3 separate regions of the Mus musculus genome follow, and regions 1 and 3 are each linked to region 2. A link is a contact called in public Hi-C data. All regions are on one chromosome and are shown on one strand. The core of a region is the stretch at or near the end of the contact, and the rest is flanking DNA. Distances in the headings are between cores, read along the strand shown. Region 1 holds the start of Ptpn7 (protein tyrosine phosphatase, non-receptor type 7). Region 2 holds the start of Ren1 (renin 1 structural). Region 3 holds the start of Rabif (RAB interacting factor).

Region 1 (2,879 bases), core at 245-2,744, 1.8 Mb after region 2:
CCTTCTCCCCGCCCCTGTGGTATCCTCACTTCCTTTTCTTGATCCTAATCAACAGCTGGCCCCAGGGCGGGTGGCTCTCTTTCCACTCTGCTCCCACTCCCTCCACTATCTGCCAGGGCAGACGCTCCTGTGGGGAGGTCCAGGCAGAGCCCAGTCTCCCTGTCCCTGTGCTCGGGTGTGCAGGGATTCCCAGGCTCCTGCTGCTGTCATCTCATCCTGGCATCAGGGCCAACCACTTCCCAACTCCACTGAGCTTCCCCCTCAGGAAATCCCACCTAGTCCTCTCAGGAGAGCAGGCACAGAGAAAAGGGAGCCAGAACCAACCAACCAGCCATGGAGAGGCTGGGAGAACCACCCTCTGACTTACAGCCAAGAACAAAGACAGGTGCCCCAAGCCCTAGGACTTCAAAGGCTCTTCCTGGTCCTCCCCTCCTCCCCGTGGGCCAGAGAAGGGCAGCCCCTCCCCCCCCCTCAGGTGCCATCCCTGTGCTTACTGCACAGCAGCTCTTTTTCGGTGTCACCCGTTTGACAGTTGAATCGGAGAAGTGGGAGGAAGAGAGAGAGGATGTGGAATTCAAGCAGTGGGGCCCAGGAACGCTTTGGGGAACATTACAGAGTGAAGGAGTCTTGCAAGCAAGCATGAACCACGAACCAGTTGGGCTGAGGGCCAGCGAATGGCCTAGCAAAGCCAGGCGGGGGTAGGGGGTGTGTGGAGTTCTAGACTTGGGGACTGCTCCCTTTCCACACCCCAAGCATCCAAGTGGCCCCCTGGTGAAGAGGACCTGGGAAGTCTCTGATGTGAGGGTCACAGCCTTCACCTATCTGTAAGTCTTCAGAGGAGATACAGGGTTCTAAGACACTCCCAGAGGGGTAGTCTGAGGGGCTGCTATGGAAGCCACCCCAGAGTCCTCTCCAGTTAAGCTCTGATACTTGTTCTCTGGTGACAAGCCTATGTCTGCAGGCTGAGGGGCCAGGGAGTTGGAAAGAAGCTTTCCTGCCTAGCCCTGGCCTCTCCTTCCTGTACAGAGCAAGGACTCCTGCCTCCTCTTCCCTGCCACCCCCTATGGCACCTCTGTGACACATCTGCTCTGTTTGGGGGTCTGGGTTTGGCCCTGAATTCCCAGGCTTTGAAGCAACAAAGCTTACAGGGGCAGAAGCTGAGAAGTGGAAATAAGTCTCTAGCCAAGGTCACAACCAGAAGAGCAGCAGAAGGTTCCCCATGGCTATCAAGGAAGAGGTGGGGGTGGGGGACAGCACTTGATGAGGACCCAGAGGAGGAGGCCCGAGGTGGTCAGGGAAGGCCTCATCTCTCGCCGCTTCCCAGAGCCTTGGCATCCAGTGAGGGTGGCGGGACAGCAGCCGCTTGCTCTTAGAGGGCACAGGAAGGATGCACCCGACCCCTGGTGGCAGCTTGTGGCAGGCACAGAAGGGCAGCCCGCAGTTGGGTGTGCGTGGGTGGAAGCCAGGAGGGGCGGAGGGAGGAAGCTGGCTTCCTGAAACCTCTCAGTCCTCAAAGATAGACGGACTGACAGACAGCTGGCAAGAGGCAGCCTGGGGGACATAGCTTCTTCAGTAAGTACTTGAAGTGAGTACAGACATCCTATGGCCCTGGGGTGGGATGGGGGGCTCCAAGGATGGGTTGAAGAAGCATTGAGTTTGGGGCTCCCATGCCTGGCCAGGGCATGAGAAGTGACATATCTGGTGTCCCTGTGACTGGAGGGCTAAGAAGCCACACAGAGTGCCAGGAGAGGAGAGGCTAAAGGCCCCTTCCTGTTGTGGGCAAGTACTGTCCCAGCCACACCTGCATGGGCCCACACTGCTCCCAAAGCTCTGTCCCCATGGGTTAGCGACTCTAACCCCACCACCACGTCACCCATGCCTTAGCTCTGAGAGACAGGGGCTGCCCCCAAAAGGTGATGCCCTCATCACCTCTATGCCCCCTCTCTCTTGTACCCCCAGCTGTAGCCTCACCATGCGCTGGCGCTCTAGGGTTTGATGAGGCCATTTCCTGTGACGGTTGCAGAGGCGGGAGACTGGGGGATGGGAAGGAGGAGGGAGGAAACACCCCTGGGCTACCGCCCTAGACAGAGACCCCAGGAGCCACAACTGATCTTGGAGTGGAACTGCCGACAATGAGAAGACCCTTCTAGAAGTTGGAGCGTGCCTGGATCCCTGACTGGATCCAGTGCTTCTCAAGGCCTCCATTTCTCATTATAGAGAAGCCTGCTAGCTGGCTAGACTCAGAGAGCTGTATGCTTTCTCCCTTTCCTTCTGTGTGGTTAGCAGGCTGTTGGCCTCATGCAGACCCCAGCTTAGAGCCCTGTGGACTTGGGTATCCTCTCTCTTCCTCCTTCTGGATTCCTTCCTATCTTCCCCATACCTGTATTCTCTCTAGTACCTTCCTTCTACTCTAACCCCTAACTGTCCTCTATCCTGCATCCCAACAGAGAGCTGTTGGGCCGCTTGCTTGAGGGAATAGCTGGCTGGCCTGGACTAGAAGCCTTCTTCTAGCTAATGAGGCCTTCGCGGGACCTTGTCTTTCAGGCATGCCTCATGGCTGAATGAGCCTCCCTTGGGCCCAGCAACCTACCCCAGCATGGTCCAGGCCTGTGAGGGGCGCTCCAGAGCACAGCTGCCGACCTTGTCTTTGGGGGCAGACATGACTCAGCCTCCACCCACCAAAGCTCCAGCCAAGAAGCATGTGCGGCTGCAGGAGAGGTGAGATCTTTCACAGGGAGGATCTTCCTAGGCCTGGATCACCGTCCCTTCCCTTCCTTCTTTCCTGTCCAGTTCTAACAACTGAATCCACAAGGCCTGGAAAAACCAAACCAAATAATGCTCATTTGAAGGTTGCTCGCCCATTCCTTGTATGGCAGAGG
Region 2 (2,700 bases), core at 77-2,576:
TCAGCCACAGCAGAAGACCGTCCATGATGTCAGGGTCTCCCTTGTAGAATTGATGGGCCATTTGAAGTGGTCCCTGAGAAATAATCAGGAAGAAGGGTAGAGTGGGTACCTTAGGGAGAGTAAATACTGCCAGCCAGGGTCAGGTCACTTCGACAGCTCTGCCAGGCTTCTGAGAGGGTACAGGGAAGAAGGAAGGGGGCAAAAGGATAGGTCTAAGGGAGTGAAGGGCCAGTAGGAGGGGGTCAGCTGGAAGCCAGCTGCGCTTGAGACCTCCTTTCTTTTAGAGCTACCCTTCTGTCCACTATCACTAACCCCAGGAGGGGACACCCCACCCCTCTCCCTGATGCCAGAGGTTAGATGACAGGTTACTTTTCCAACTAGGCAGCAGCCAAAAGGAATCACCCATGATCAAGATGGAAGACTAGGGCAGAGCCTAGGAGGAGCCAGCCAGGGGTGATTTGAAGGTTAATATAGAAGATGCAGGCTCAGGGGCATGAGTGGTAGGGTCTGAGTTAGAGGTTTGAAGCCAGGGTCTATGCTGTCTGTACCCTGACCTCATGCTTGAACAGCACAGTTCCTCATTAGACTCTGTCTAAGCTAGAGGTTGCGGGGCCAGGCCAAACAGGGACTCTAGAGTCATTGGGCTCAGCCACCCTTCCCACACCCCCATGCCTGCCACCACTCTGCTCTGTGACCAGGTCCTGCTTATCCTATACCTACCTAGCTTGGTCTCACAGGCTAAGATTTATCAGAGCTGCCCTGCCATGGGCCTTGTTGGGCACCTGGCGTGGGGAAATAAAGGAGGTGGGCGAGACTCACCAGAGCTCAGAGAGACTGGGCGGGCAGACAGCAGGGGAAGGCACTGGGTGGTCTGGCAGCTGGAAATGCTGGGAGGCCTTCTTGGGGGAGATTAGATAAAGCTCTTCAGGGGAAGGCCTATTCCATGACTCCAGCATGGTGAGTCTAGATGAAAGGAGGTAGTCTATGGTTTTAGAGCTTTATTGTAGAAGAGAGAGAGAGAAGGTAGAGAAGTAGAAGCCAGTCATTGCCATGAAGAAGGAAGGGGGAGAAGGAGAGCGAAAGGTAAGAGTAAGAAAACAAGAGCTTTAGGAGAGAGACAAGAGAGAGAGGAGGAGGCAAGCAGCCAGGTAACTCTGGGGGTGGAGTCTGGACAGCCTACATGACTGATGGCCACAGAATTATGGAGCTGGGTCCTTGGCCAGAAAACAGGCTGCCTTTCATGGTCCCACAGGCCCTGGGGTAATAAATCAAAGCAGAGCCTGTGATACATGGTGTGTATAAAAGAAGGCTCAGGGGGTCTGGGCTACACAGCTCTTAGAAAGCCTTGGCTGAACCAGATGGACAGAAGGAGGATGCCTCTCTGGGCACTCTTGTTGCTCTGGAGTCCTTGCACCTTCAGTCTCCCAACACGCACCGCTACCTTTGAACGGTAACTTGGGCAGAGAAGGGGTGGCAGGGTACAGGAACTGGCATCTTACTAACGCCCTCAGCTGTCTATACGTTGGATCATCCAGTCCTTTTGGCCAGCCAGTCAGGGATGTATGATCCTGCTCTGACAATCCTAGGGACTAGCCGAAAGCCCTAGTGGACGGCCATAATTAAGGGGTACCACAACTCCCCCTTCTACTACTTTTTTAAAAGGGAGGGGTCACTGGAGTGATTGTGTCATTTGTGGTAAAAATTTTGGGTGGAGTGGAAGTATCAGAAGAAACATGTAGGCCAAAGGAGTAACATGACTATCAGTTAATTAATCTAGATAGACATTAAGTTTTCCTTGCGATCATGTAACTTCCCCCAAGTTCAGCAGCCCTTTGGCTTTGGCGAGAGAGTTCATCTGTAGCTGGAAGACCTCAAGTCTGTCCTCTGTGGGGTTCAGCTCGTGTCTCTGGATCTCAGCGTGTGTCTCGGGAGTCTTCCGTCAGATGAGGTGTCTGGAGGAAGGCAGCTTTGTGGTCTGCAGGTCTCAGGAGACAGCGCTGTCTCTACTGGATCTGTGGCTGCAGGCACTGTCCTTTTCTTTTGTGGGGATAAACCTGTGGGGTAATCACAGCAGAGGAGCAGAACCCTAGCAGCAGGATGTCTGCATAGGGTGGATGGGGAACGTTAAGCCTGCAATGGTTTGCTTGGGAGCACATCCTGGCCCGTTGTTAGGATCCTAGAAAAGCAAGGGTGTTTGAGGAATGTAGTCCTGGAAGGCATCCTTTAAGTCTGCTTTGGGTGGCTAAGGAGGAAAATATCATGTTAATTGTGTATCTGGGATAGGCAGTAACAGATTGTCTGCAAAAGGAAGCTGGTTGTCAGTTAAGGATTGGATGACGGTAATCAGCATGGTTAATTTGACCCGGGGAAGCACATTAGATGGCTTTTGGCCCTTAAAGGAAATCATGAATGCTACGGAGAAAAATAAACATTAAAATAAAGAAGCAAGAAAATTTTGGGTTGAAAAGCTTCACTAGCAACAGATGAGGGTAAGCAGCAAGCTAATCTCACCAATCCTCAGTCCGCCATTCAAAAACAGGATGAAAGCAGAGCCTGCTTCACCGGCTGCTTTGAAGATTTGATGAGAGGATACGCATAGCACTTCCGATGCCAGGCGGGGAACGGTGTAAGAAGCCATGGTTACAGCATGGATTACCACAGAGTGTAGGAAAGGGAAGGCTCCTGGCAGCCCCACGAGGG
Region 3 (2,700 bases), core at 146-2,645, 1.1 Mb after region 2:
GTGTTGAGGGGGCATATTCTACCATTCCGATCTCATTAGTACAGTCTCTCTCTACGCAGAAATATGCTTTAGTCGCTGGTTTACAAACCATTCTTAAGTTTGATCCCTTTTTTTGTTTGTTTGGTTTTTGTTTTTGTTTTTTTCAAGACAGGGTTTCTCTGTGTAGCCCTGGCTGTCCTGGAACTAACTCTGTAGACCAGGCTGGCCTCGAACTCAGAAATTTGCCTGCCTCTGCCTCCCAAGTGCTGGGATTAAAGGCTGTGCCACCATTGCCCAGCTTTAAATTTGATCCTTTTCTAGTGTACCCTGTGTCTAAAATCTTTCATTCCTGACAACCAAATGGTTAATTAAAATGATACCTACGGGGCCTGGAGAGATGAGTCATGGTTGAGTGCCAGCTGATGACTGTTCTTTCAGAGGATCTGGGCTGGGTTCCTGGCACCCATGTGGAAGGTTACAACAGTCAGTAACTCCAGTTCCAGACATCTTGTGCCCTCTTCTGGTCTCCACAGGCGCAAACACAATGCACTTACATGTAAGCCAAACACTTATAAAAAATATCTTTAAATAAATAAGTGGGTGTGCAGTGGTTGTGCATGCCTTTAATCCCAGCTAAGGTGGCCAGATCTGTCTGAGAACAACCAGGGCTACACAGAGCAACCCTGCCTTGAAAAACAAATACAGAGATAAAAGACCCAACATCCTAGACAGCTGTTTCCTAATCCATTTCTGAAATTGTTCTATTATATTTGAGTCTATGACCTTCTCAGGTTACTATTCTCACATACACAATGTCCATCATCATGTAATGTGGGACTAACAGGGGAGCAAGACTGCATTCTAGAACAGTAAGGTGGCTTAATTCCCTCGTTCTGATGTCCTATACACATTGCAAACCTTAGCCTTCTTCCTGTATTATGCCCGAGGGCATACCCTCTAAGGAAATGACGTTTTCAAAATTACTATAAGCAACGCTTTGCTACCTAATAAATGGCCACTATTAGTCTAGGCTTAATATTATCACACTTTTCGCAACACTAAATGTACTAAGCATTATACATACTTCTTACATAGAAAGCAATTGTTTTGTATCTAAATCTTGCTGAGGTGTGACCTGACCCGAATTATCGCCATCTACTCATGAGGCAAGGGAAATATCCCAAGAGTTAGTGGTAAGGCTAGCCATAGTGATTTGCTTAGGCCAATATTAAGGGCGCCTGGGAGACCAGGTATAGTGAAAAAGGATTGTCACAAGTAACTCCTGACACTTCCGTCCGGCAATAGAGAAAGGCGCCTGCGCAATAGAGTTCAGACGCCTGCGCAGAGGTACAGCGAGAGGCACGGGCGGGGCGCCCCCAGGGACCTGCGCCAGCGTAGTTCCGGGTGAGCCAGCTCAGATCGCGCGTGCGCCGTTGTGGCTGATGGTGTGGCGGCACGGCGATGGAACCCTGCGAGCTGCAGAACGAGCTCGTGTCAGCCGAGGGCCGGAACCGGAAGGCGGTGCTGTGCCAGCGTTGTGGCTCTCGGGTGCTGCAGCCAGGGACTGCTCTTTTCTCTCGCCGGCAGGTAGGAAAGTGCTTGATGCTGCTTAGAGTCGCGCTGTCCTGAGCGACCCAGCGGCTCCGGGTTGCTCCTGGTTCCCAGGTTTCCGGAGACCGCGCCCTTCCTTGCGCGTCTTTGCCCCTCCCCGCGTCGTGAGGCCCCGCCCACTGGCTTGGTTGGGGACTGGGACCCTCGTGTCGAGGCACAGTTGCCTGGTCCCCTAAACTGTTCTCTCTCGCAGAGTACTCCCTCAGAGGGTGTGCCTGTCCTAGGCGGCCCACCCGCCCCCAGGCTTTGGGTATCCTGCGCGAGCTAAGGGACGAACCCTAGCCCCCTGTTTCCTGGAGCTCTGGCTAACCTGCTGTACCCCGCAGGTGTATCTCCAGCCACCACTCGGTGTCGCCCCAGGGCACCTAAGAATCACTGGATTTCCTTCCCACCATAGCTTTTATCCATCTTTCAGTCCCTACTTGTCTCATTTGCTTCTCCCCAGAGGAGCTCCAGGATCAAGTTTGGTGGAGAGAATTCACACCGAGTGACTGCTAGTACCCAACTTTTCTAAGTCCCCCGAGATACAATTCCCAGGACGAGGCATTTCGAATAGATTTCGAAGGTTAACCATTCTTTTCTTGCAGTTAGGACTTTTTCATGTAGGATTTTGTGTGTGTGTGTGTGTGTGTGTGTGTGTGAAAGGTTTATAAAGTTAAATTTTAATTAAAGTGAAAGAGAAAGCACACTCCTGATGATAAGAGGTAATCTGGAATCTGAATCCTAAGGGTCCCCCACCCCCGTGTGTGTGTGTGTGTGTGTGTGTGTGTGTGTGTGTGTGTGTGTGTGTGTATGTGTGTTTAAGTTGTTTGTTTGTTTGACAGGGTCTCCCTATGTAGCCTTGGCTGGCTTGGAACTTGCTCTGTAGACCCAGCTGGCCTCTAACTTAAGAGGTCCACCTGGACTCCCCACTGCTAGGGATTAAAGGTATGAGCCGCGTATGGTAGGGTTTTAAAATAAGTGTCTTAAACCACCATCACCCCAATGAGAAAACTGAAAGAAAAAAAAAGTTTCTGAGCCCTTTTTTTTAAGTGTAACATGCGATCCTATTGGATAGTACAAACTAAATTGCTTTCAGACCCTCATTATAAATGGTTTGTAAGAAGCCAC

Evidence for each region. Hi-C and Micro-C count contacts between places; a contact is called where the count stands out from the background.
Region 1: a Hi-C map of B cells shows a contact between it and region 2, with 5 read pairs. The contact joins the promoter of Ptpn7 here to the promoter of Ren1 in region 2.
Region 3: a contact with region 2 is called in a Hi-C map of B cells, with 8 read pairs. The contact joins the promoter of Rabif here to the promoter of Ren1 in region 2. A contact is called at or near these places in 2 of 39 promoter capture datasets (cranial neural crest and maxillary cranial neural crest) and 1 of 484 Hi-C or Micro-C datasets (B cells).

The regions. Positions count from the first base shown.
Region 1 is chr1:135,131,206-135,134,084 of GRCm38.p6, forward strand. Ptpn7 (protein tyrosine phosphatase, non-receptor type 7) reads left to right here and starts at 1,495. Exons shown (of 10, transcript NM_177081.4): 1 at 1,495-1,585; 2 at 2,545-2,718. The coding sequence starts at 2,597. It also overlaps the pseudogene Ptprv.
Region 2 is chr1:133,349,348-133,352,047 of GRCm38.p6, forward strand. Ren1 (renin 1 structural) reads left to right here and starts at 1,327. Exons shown (of 9, transcript NM_031192.3): 1 at 1,327-1,450. The coding sequence starts at 1,359. RefSeq lists promoters at 1-1,334, 1,103-1,349, a silencer at 630-968 and cis regulatory regions at 718-740, 1,105-1,191, 1,130-1,259, 1,254-1,282.
Region 3 is chr1:134,493,244-134,495,943 of GRCm38.p6, forward strand. It overlaps Rabif (RAB interacting factor), which reads left to right and starts at 1,396. Exons shown (of 2, transcript NM_145510.2): 1 at 1,396-1,566. The coding sequence starts at 1,441.